2 separate regions of the Rattus norvegicus genome follow, and region 1 is linked to region 2. The links are chromatin contacts, called in public Hi-C maps. All regions are on one chromosome and are shown on one strand. Each heading gives the region's core, a stretch centred on a gene start, on an enhancer-like site or on the middle of the called end of the contact. The rest is flanking DNA. Distances are from core to core; before and after follow the strand shown.

Region 1 (5,472 bases), core at 2,669-5,168, 150 kb after region 2:
AAACAAGCTATTACTTTGGCAAATATAATAAGGCCGAGGGGAGCCCTCTGGAATCTCGATTCAGAAGACTTTAAGAGGCTCTTTTGTTCTGACCCATAATTCCCATCACTTTCGTGATCTTATCTTATGGACCAGTGAGGTCATCACACGGAAGTGACTACACATAGATTAACTGCAGCTCTAGGAAAAGTGAAGTAGTAAAAGATAGACTAAAAATAGTTATACATCCATATAGTAGATCACACAGCAACTGAAAAATTTTAAGGAATATGAAAGATTTCTTCCAGTGTTTATGATGTGCTGAGTGAAAAGTCAATTAAAATGATAAATATTCATGGAGAAAAGGTCAATTATACCTATAGTAGGATTATGTATCAATAAACTATCCACTGAGTGTGGTGGCCTCTTATCCCAACAATTGAGGGGCAGAGGCAGGCAGGTCTCTGAGTTTGAGGCCAGCCTGGTTTATATGGTGAATTTCAGGCTATATGAGACCTGTCTTAAAAACAATCAGGCAAACAAACAAACAAACAACAATAAAACACTACCACCATCAAAATAATTTAATTATCCTGTTTATAATTTTCTTTCATTTTCAAATTTCATTCAATAAATTATTTTTAGAAGACAAGAAAAAAAGCTAATCCTGATTACCTACAGGCCACAAGATAACGTCACAGTGTTGCAGAGAACAAAAACACCTGGAGGCTTGGAAGTCATTTAGTCCTTGAAGAATCTGGTCATGAAGACAAAGGGGAAGGAAACCTAATTTCTATGCCAGTGCTGACCACTATGGTAGGCATTTCTCGTCCTCAAGCTCTTATGGGAACTGCTGGAGGAGGTGTGTGAAGGACAGTCTGAGAAAGCCAATTCATGCTGATGCGAGTCTTGTGGAGGTGGTAGTGCTGGGACCAAGGTGGTCACTTACACTGAAGGGAGAGCACAATTCAGCACTCGGGTGTCTTAGTGAAGTCCACAGCCACAGGTGTCTGTGGCTCCCGCACTCTACAGGCTGCACCACACAACCATTCATCTCCAAAAGTCCTGTAGCCGCACTGTCCTAAGCACTCTGCCTCAAACCTGAGAGATTCTCTTCGCTCCAATCTCTTCCTGTTTTTCATGCTCAAGCCGTAGAGAGTGTTAGCTACCTGGGTCTCCTATCTAAGGGCAATGCTCCACACAGGTCACCACACACATATTTAGAATCTTTTTGGCAGATGCCCAGGTGCTGATAACACAAAGCAAAGCCTGAGTTCAAAGAAAGACTTTCAAAAGGAGTTGGTGAGCAGTTCTACAGCCTGAGGGAGGAGTGACGAGCCCTTCAGACTTTGTGATGGGCCAGGCCTGAGCCAGCCGTGGTCTGTGATGGAACAGGGGCGAGGACAGCCTTGGTATCTGTTCTCATCACACAGCATCAGAACTGTTGGAGCAGTGTGTCAAGGACTGAGTCTGAGAAAGGCCAATTGAGGGCATCACACCTTCCTTTAAGGATCTTGGCTGGTTTGCTCTGGGCCTTAGCAAATGAACTCTCTTTTCTGCCTCAGTGGAGGTTAGAGTCCCATATCTTTTCCTTGTCCTTACCCATGCTATGGCAGTGAAAAACTCCTCAGGGGTACAAGCAGAGCAGTAGGCTAGGGGGAAGGAGGTTGGCTTCGGGATAACCTTTCTAAGGCCGTTATTACAGAATATTGGTGAAAATCTGGCCGCGATGGTGGTGCTGGAGTCATCCTGAAAGGAAGGATGGAAGCAGGACCCATTTCAAGTTACAAGGAAGGTGGGAGTAAGCTGGGCATAGGCTTTGGCATCAGCCGCAAAGGGAAGGGCGTGTCCGGCAGCAGCCAAGCTTCACCTAAGGCCAGGCTGGCTCCTCAGGAGGGCGCCAGTTAAGGAAGGTAAGTCCGGGAGGGGCTCGGACAACCTGGGAAAGAGAAAGGACCTAGGAACTATGCAGGGTGCCCCCCACCCCAACCACAGATGGGCGGGGCCATAGGCAGCAGGTGTCCAGGCACCCGGGGTGTGAGGAGGATTATAGAAAGCGAGAGGAGCCTAAAGGGTGTCCTTTTGGGGGCTTAGGGGTTCCGACCTTGTCCTTGAGAATTTAGAAGCAGGCAGGTAGCATTCTCCACAGCCCAAGACCTCCCTGAGCTGTGGCGTGCAGGGCCTGTCACAGGGCCGAGGCTTCGGACGTCCACAGCATCTGCTGGCCGGACACAGGTTCCCCAGCCCTCCCGCTGGGCACTCCCTCAGTGTGGCCCGGCCGCTCTACCCCGCTCTGTGCGGACTCCCTCCCACGCCGCGGCCTCGCCACGCTCTGTCCCCTCACATCATCAACCCCCCACGTGGCCTACTCCCTTCTCCCGCCCCTAGAGGCTGCACCCCTCGGGGCAACGGTACCTGGGACTCTCAAAGCTGCACCCCCTGCGCCGCAGCGCCGCCCTCTTCTGCCGCAGGAGCGCAGCGGCCGCCCCGCCGGGTTCCTGCTCCATCGCCCCGGGCGGGGGCCGACGGCTCGGGCACACTCGGGTGGGCTCGGGCCTCGGCGGTGTTCGGCTGGACGCTCAGCTAGCGCGCCGCAGCCCACGCCCCGCCCCGCACCCCTCACCGGACCCAAGCCCCGCCTCTGTCCCGCCCCAAACTCCAGCCAAGCCCGGGACCTCAGGCCCCGCCCCGAACTTCAGCCTAACCACTCCCTCATACTCTCCACGGGGCCTAGGCCCCGCCCCTACCCTAGCAGGTTCCCTTAACATTCCTTAGGATTTACGCCCCGCCCATACTCTAGCCGCCTAACCACGCCTCAGGCTTTAGGTCCCGCCCCACCCTAGCAGCCTAACCACGCCTCAGGATTTAGGTCCCGCCCCACCCTAGCAGCCTAACCACGCCTCAGGCTTTAGTCCCCGCCCCTACTCCAGCAGGTCGCAACCACCACTACCACGCCTCTGGCTTTAGGCCTCTCCTCTGCCCCGCCCCCATTCTAGCAAGTACGCCTCTACCGAAACTCCCCGGCTTTAAGCCCTGCCCCTAACCTATCCAAGTCCGCCTAATTTCTGGAGCTAGTCTTAGGCACCGCCCTGATCTCCTACCGAATCCTCTCCCTTAGGCCCGTTTGAGGCCTTGGCCCGCCCCCTGCCTCGCCCCTAATTCTAGCAGATCCTCCCTCATCACTCAGTTGGATTTAGGCCCCGCCCCCTCTCCGCCCCCAATCCAGCCTATCTGAATCAGGTTCAGGTCCCGCCCCTGTCGGTCCTTGCCCCGCCCCAATCAGGCAAGTCCCCTCTCAGCTCGCTCAGGCTCCACCCATGTCCCGCCCTAAGTACCAATCCTTACCTATTAATGAACTCAGGCCCCACCCCAAATCTTTATCCAGTCAGTCTCTTTGCCCTTCAGCTTTGCCAAGGCCCCGCCTCATCTCCTTAGCCAAACCCACCTCACGCCCTAGTCTGGGCACAGGCCACGCCCCGAGTTTCTGATCTCTGTTTCCCTGGCTCACCTCCGACCAGTGCAGGCCCCACCCTGCCTCTACCCGGAGCTCCAGCCACGCCCCTCCCGAGCCAGCCTCACCAGCCCTCCCTCTGCGTTTCTATGTAGCGTATGCAGGCTCCGCAACTTCGTTGGGTCCACGGTCCATCACTTCCGCTCTTCACCATCCCCACAGATCTAGGCCATGCCCACCTACCCCTCCACCACAGAGCGCTGTATCGGTCCTCCACACCGCAGCTCCGCTTGCTGGCTTCGCTGCTGACCCTCCTCACCTCAGCACCTCCTGGTTCTTTCTATCGTAGTACCGCCTTCTTTTGGGGGCCGCCTTTCTCCATGTCCCGCCCACAGGCATGGCCCCCCGACCCTGGAGCTCCGCCTCTTCTCCCTTGAAGCTGAGGTCTGTACTTGGAGCTATTCTGCGTCTCTCATCCCTTGGCTGTTCTGCCCTAAGATCCCTCAGGCTTCCCTGCCTACACTATAAGCCCCGCCCATCTAACCCCGCCCACGTCGCCTCTTCTTCACTTCAGGGGTGCCTGGATGATGCGGGTCTTCCTGGATGAACTGGGGTCCACCACGAGGTACTCAAGTTTGTAGCTGGAAGGGTGAGGAACTCAAGAACTAAATCAGGACTTATAGATCTTCCTCTGGCTTGCTCACCTACTTTTCTTACCCAGCCAAGTCCCACCTGCCTCGGGGTACCACCACCTACAGTGGGCTGGACCCTTCACAGTGCCACCTCCACCACCACTACCAAAAATCCTCAGTCTACAGGCTAATCTGATGGAGGAAACTGCTCAATTGAGAGTTCGTTTTCCCAAGTGTAGGTGTGTGTTAATTTGTGCAGCAGGGCTTTCACTGTGATCATGCGGTTCTGGTCTCCCTTGATGCTGCACACTCGGGTGAGACAGGAGCAAGAATGGGTGTGTATGCCTGGGAGCTGCCACTGAGATCTCCAATCTAGTTCTCTAGTTCATGCTTTCCTGCTCATTCACGCTCCCGCTCCACGTCTCCCTCTCTTCCTCTGTCCAGCGTTATTCATACCCTTCCTTCCCTTCGCCTCTAATCAAACTGGAGTGGGTTTGCTTTTTGCATCATGACTTCCTCCCGACATCTCTTTTCAGATATCACATTGACTGGAATTCTCCCTCAGTAATCTCTGCTTTTCTCAATGTTCATCCTTTCCTCTCTGTCTCCCTCTCCCCAAACCCCGCTCCTACTACCAGCTTCCTCAGTGTTCTGCAACTTCTAATCTGAAAACTCCCAAGGCCCCCTGTTTCTTAGGCATTCCCAGACCTTCCTCCAAGAGACCCACAATAATGTCCCTGTCCTCTCCCTCCTATATATTTACATGCCAGTTACTCTCAGATCAGTCCTGAACAGTCTATGCCTTCATGTCTGCATGTAGCACAGCAGCTGCCTGCCAAATTGACTGCATGTGACACTAATAAATGGAACGATATTTATTGGAAAACACATTTAATTTCAAAGTAAACAAAGATGTCTGTACATGAAAGTATTTAATTAGTGAAACAATTATCAGTGTAACAAGCTGAAAAATACAGCAACTTGATACAAGACTGAGGTAACAAAATACTTCACCAAAAATCTAAAGAATCCCAAGGAGGGATGATGTTCCATGGTTATTGCAGATGAGACAATTTACAAATGTTAGAGAAAAATCCTCACATAACTGCATGCAGGGTCTGCTGGGAAAAAAAAGCTTGGGAGGTGTAGCAGATTTAACAAGAAACAGAGTAAGATGTAGAGTAAGATGTGAAAACTTATTTCCAGTTTACTTGGAAGAACACATAAGAAATTGAAAACTACTCTCTACACAACATTTTGAATGCTAAGTGGGAAAACATGCATTTTGGCACAAAATTTATTAAAGAGTATACCTCACTAATAAATACTATTACTTCATTACTGAATGGTCACAGTCCTTCCAAAATGGCTTGCTGCTGTGAGTGGCAATTTGGGGCTGTCCACGGGACA
Region 2 (5,310 bases), core at 2,667-5,166:
ATAAATGGCCTTGGATCATGGTGTTTTGCCACAGCAACAGAAAGTTAACTAGAACAGAGTCTGTGGGATCACGTGCATGCATTCCTGATATAGCACTCATGTGGAGGTCAGAGGTCAGCCTGTGAGAGTCTGTTCACTTTAGCAATAAGGTAGCTTGTAGCTGTTTTGCAAAGTCTAATGACGAAGGCATCACGGTTCCCACCGTGTCACTTTTTGCTACCACAGTTAACTCAAAGCAGTGGGCCAAAAGGACACCGTAGGATCACTGCAAGGCAGCGTGAAGCCACACTGGAGGTAACACTGTGGGTGGTAGACACCAACTATCCCCACAGCACGATGTCAACAGCTGTGCCTAGTAGGGGCTCTGGTTCACTGTAGGCTCCTAAGGCAGCCAGGCTGCTGGGAAGACACTGAAGAGCCAGGACAATAAGGAGTTAAATATGAAAAGCCAGGACCCCTGTGAAGAGCCAGTACCACAGCCAGACTAGGTGAAGCCGTCAGTGCTCAACCAGCCCCGACCAGCCCCGACCAGCCCCGACCAGCCCTGAGGCTGGGGATGTGTTATCAAGCACTTTTCTTACACTACCAATCTCCTGGCCCTAACAGCTCTGCAGATGTGGGGATGGTGAACGAGGCTGCGGGGAGGGGCAGGGAAACCCAGCCGAAAGGGGGGGACAGGGGGGCATCGTGTCAGGTCTGAAGAAGGCTGCCCTCTTTCCAGCAACGCCTAAGGAGATGCTACAGGATTTTAGTTTATCGTACGCAGAAAACCCAATTGTTAGCAGCCCACAAAAAGCTTAGCTTGTCGCACGTAGCTGTATGTGTCTAGAAGAGAGGCGGTTTGGGTGTGTCTCTGAGAGCCTCCATAGATACGTGTGAAAGAACGTAAGTCCTGCCTGCTTTAAGGCAATTTGCTTGGGAGAGGTCTTGAGGTCTTTGCTCTGTAAGCCGGGGACAGCTGGGTAGCCTTGAGCTACCAGCCCCACCTTAAAGGTTGAGCTAGTATGGCCGGCCCCTACTGGCTTGGCTTAACTGTGAAGGGGACATGGCTCAGCCTGCCAAGGGTGACTTCTTGTACAGCACTTGGACCTTTGAGAAAGATCTCTCTCACTGGCTCTCCCTCTTCTTTTGGCTTGAAAGAACTTCATGGAAGCGGCTCCAGATAAGAGACTCTCTCTTTGGGCTTGCAAGAGCCACAGGGAAGCAGAGGTCAGGACACAGATACAACAGTGTTCTAGGCAGGGGAGCCAAGGAGCCCTCTTGGGCTTGGAGGGGCTCGGAGAGGAAGGTAGACCACTCTGTAGGGTGACACAGATTGAAAGAGATTTCTAAAGAGCGAGCTAGTTTAGTGTAGGTAGGATCAGGCTTATGAATAGACATCTTGTACATAGGTCAGAAAAATAAAATAAAAATCACCTCACTGAGCTAGTGGGTTTTTACCTCAGCTCACACCTCCCATGTCTTTATTGGTAGAAATGTTTGTTAGACTTTGAAGAACAAATATGACAGGGAGACAATTTCGGAAACCTCCCCAGGCCACCAGCTCTGCCCTTCACCTTTGGGAAGCAGTCTCCTTTATGCGGCACTCTGCTGAGAGCCCAGTGACAGCATGTGGAGAGAGCCCGGTTCTTTTTTTTTTTTTTTTTTTTTTTTTTTAAAGATTTATTTATTGTATATGAGTACACTGTAGCTGTCTTCAGACACACCAGAAGAGGGCATCAGATCTCATTACAGATGGTTGTGAGCCACCATGTGGTTGCTGGGATTTGAACTCGGGACCTCTGGAAGAGCATTCGGTGCTCTTAACCACTGAGCCATCTCTCCAGCCCCGAGAGCCCGGTTCTCCGAGTGACTGAGCTAAAGCATTTCCCTACCCCCACCCCTCCTTGCACTGGGACCCTCTACTGAGTCCCTCTAGGGTGTGGTGGGATTCTGGCCCAAAGAAATCACCTGTTCTACTTCTTCTTGGCACCGAGTCACCAGGACCTCCCCTCCCAGGAGTGCGCCTGAGAACCTGGCACCTTGGCCAGCGGCACCAGGCAAACCCTTGCCCGCTATGACCCTCAGTTTCCAGAGTGGCCACAGAGGCTCTAATAGGGATCAAAAGAGAGCATACAAATCTACCTGCCACGTAGGCCAAGAGGATGCCAGTGACAACCATCAGCTGCACACAGGAGCCGAGCAGTCCTCGAACGGCTGGGTAGGCGATTTCCGAGATATAGACCTATTGGTGGTTAAGGTTAGACTTTACTTGGCTCTTCTAATGGAAAGGTTTAACCCTGCTATGGGTCAGCAGAGTGCCCTGCCCCATTTCCTGGAGATTTTAAAAGAGGATTGTGGGTAATGGGTTGCCACTATGTGCGTGAGCACTGAGAGGAGTGCAGAGCTTCCTTCCCTACACTCGTTTTAAAAATTTATTTATTTATTTATTCATTTATAGATAGAGTTTCATGAAGCCTAGGCTAGCCTCCTGAGCTGAGGATAACCCTGAATTCCTGGTCTTCATGCATTTACCTTCAAGTTATGGGATTACGGACATGTGCCACCAGGCCCAGCACAGCACACGTTTCATATGCACAGATGTGAGTTAAAACGGGCTGACTCCAGTCTGGGACACTAACTTGTTCAGCCTAATCCTACTAGGGGAGCCATTACTTCTAATCTCAGGACTCACCAGGCGTTATCCATACATACTTCTAGATTATTCCATACCTTATGCCCTCGTTTAAAAAAAAAAAACAAAACCATGCAGATCTCCAGTCTCCCTTTCCTCTAACTCCTTCACACCTCCAACAGGTGAAGAGAGGAGAAGCAGGAGGCCACGGAGGGGGGGGGGGTCATCCGAGTGTGTGGCCACAGGTTGCTGGCGATCCTCAGTTACTTGGGTCTAAATCTTTCCAGGGACCACTCCTGGACCAGCAAACCACCTCAGGACTCGGCCTTACTTTAAGGGGAGCAAACTGAGGCTGGGAGAGAGGCCTGTGTCCAGGTAAGTGATCCAGGTGTGTGGGCTGCAAAGTATATGCAGCCGTGGCTGCAAGCAGTGAAGGGATATCCCAGGGACAACCCAGAACAGAGCTGTTAACACGAGAATAGGGGCATTCCAGTTATCGCTGCTAAGCATACAGGGACACCACTATTAGTAGAGTAAAAGAGGCACAACCAAGGTCAGTGAGGAATAGCTTCACTGTTGCCCCTGCCTGGCGAAGATCATCTAGGAAGCCCAAACCACTCACCGGTGCCACTAATGAGGCGACTCCGCAGGCTAGGCCGGTGAGGAGGCGGCCTCCGAGCAGCATCCACACATCCCGGGCCGCGGTGATGACAGCAAAACCGGTCACGAAGGGCACGGTGCAGAGCAGGAGGCTCAGCTTGCGCCCTGCACGGTCCAGGAGCCAGCCGCCCAGCACGCCCCCTGCCGCAGCGCCCAGGGTCACGACGGCCTGGGGACCCGGACGCGCTGAAGAGGAGGCCACCAGGGACCATGGCCCACGATCCCTCCACCCCACTCCCCGCAGCCTCAGAGGAAAGAGAATGAGGAGGACCCTGGTGTGCGGCAGAGAATGGGGGACCCGGGACTCCCCCGCGGGCTCACCCCGAACCAGGAGGCCGCAGTGTCTCCGAGGCGTAGGGCAGGGGGTGCGGTGCGCCGCAGGCTGGGGATGGCGGGGGAGCTGTAGCCAAGCGCGAAGCCGAAGCTGAGCGGGCCCAGGGCGGCGGCGAAGGTGGCAAGGAAGACCCGGCGGCCGCCGGGAGCCCTGCGGGTACAAGGCCGTGCGTGAGCGGCGTCGCCGGGCGTGAGAGAGAGGTCGCGGCCCCCGGGAGTCCGCACCTGGCGCCCGGCGACCGCAACAGCGGCTGTGTTTCCTGGGGGTCCTCGGGCGACATGTCAACAGGGTCTGACCCGCGAACTGTCGCGGCTCGGGCGAGCGCGGCCTCCGCGGCAGGAGTGACCAATGGGACGCTAGAATCCGGCCTCCAATCAGAGCTGACCAATGGAAGCACAGAGCCGGTTGCAAAGCTCAATGGAGCTGAACTACGCCCATGTATATGTTTGCAGGGAGCTGGGGGACAGAGATGACAGCGCCCCTATGCTGGTCCGAAGGAAGCTTTCTTTTCCTTCCACCAAGTGGATCTTCCAGATCGAACACAGGCCATCAAACTTGGGGACAAACACCTTTACAAGCAGAGTCATCTCGCTGCCCCTGTTTTGGTGGTTTCTTTTGTTTTTTATTTTAAACTTTATCTGTATGAGTGTTGTTTACATGTTTACACACAGATATATTTGTGAGTGGTGTGTGTGTGTGTGTGTGTGTGTGTGTGTGTGCGTGCGTGCGTGCGTGCGCGCTTGCTTGCTTGCTTGCTTGCTTGCTTGCTTGCTTGAGGAGTTCAGAAAGCGTGGTCAGATTCTGGGAACTGGAGTTAGAGATTGTTGTAAGCCATCATGTGTGTGCGTGCTTGAGACCTGAACCTGAGCCCTCTGCAGAAACAAGTGTTCCTAAGCATCGAGCCGTCCTTTGTATTTTTATTTTTATTTTTATTTTTATTTTTATTTTTATGGAGTTGTCTCTAAATCTAGCCTCCACTAACGAGGGTAGTAGTGGATCAGTGGTAGAGCACATTGGCTGGGGCAAGACTTCCCATCCTTACAACCCACAGTTCCCTGGACCATGGTCCTCCCCAACGTTGACTTCTGCTTCAGAGAGCCGCAGGGTGAAAAGGCTCCAGGAAAACTGTCCTGGGCCACCTGTTCCTATCCTTGGACTTTCTGACGTGGACCTGGTGCTTCTGGTGGCAGCTCACCTTCATCATGAGTGCTAGGATTGGAGATGGGAGGACCCTGTCAGGCGAGGCCCCTATTCCAGAAGTGGGACAGAGTGGAACTTAGTGATTTCCTTGTCCCCTGGTTGCCCCACAATAATACCAGGCCTTGGGATTAGCTTATCTCTCTATCTTTCTCCCGCCCGAGTCTCCCTGTGGTTGTGCTCCTCTATCGCTCTGCTTAATCAATACCTAACGCTTACAGCAGCTTCAGTGGGACGGATGTAATTCTAGAACCAGTGAGAGGCACCTAGTCCCTGCCTGCGCCTGGCTGTCTTCATTTCTAGAGCTGTGAGCAGGCTAAGCATTCAAATGCCTGTCAGTACGGCGGCTTTATGAAGCTGCGGCTACCCAACTGTGGCAACCAGTGTTTTGAAATTCTGATCACAAGACAATCCTTGAAGGCAGCCGATCACCTGCTTGTGGGTTTACAAAGTCTTCTGCTTGGGTGATGGACTCTTATCTCTGCTGCGTAATCACCCGCTCTGT

Evidence for each region. Hi-C and Micro-C count contacts between places; a contact is called where the count stands out from the background.
Region 1: a contact with region 2 is called in a Hi-C map of Schwann cells, with 4 times the contacts expected there. The contact joins the promoter of Garnl3 here to the promoter of Slc2a8 in region 2. A contact is called at or near these places in 2 of 12 Hi-C or Micro-C datasets (the A7r5 cell line and Schwann cells) and 1 of 1 datasets of contacts at active chromatin or transcription factors (oligodendrocytes).

Annotation. Positions count from the first base shown.
Region 1 is chr3:36,826,093-36,831,564 of GRCr8, forward strand. Garnl3 (GTPase activating Rap/RanGAP domain-like 3) reads right to left here and starts at 3,919. Exons shown (of 30, transcript XM_039106188.2): 1 at 3,750-3,919. The coding sequence starts at 3,829. Ralgps1 (Ral GEF with PH domain and SH3 binding motif 1) reads right to left here. Exons shown (of 20, transcript NM_001427068.1): 20 at 4,937-5,472.
Region 2 is chr3:36,678,218-36,683,527 of GRCr8, forward strand. Slc2a8 (solute carrier family 2 member 8) reads right to left here and starts at 3,917. Exons shown (of 10, transcript NM_053494.2): 1 at 3,833-3,917; 2 at 3,596-3,758; 3 at 3,237-3,443; 4 at 2,125-2,224. The coding sequence starts at 3,888.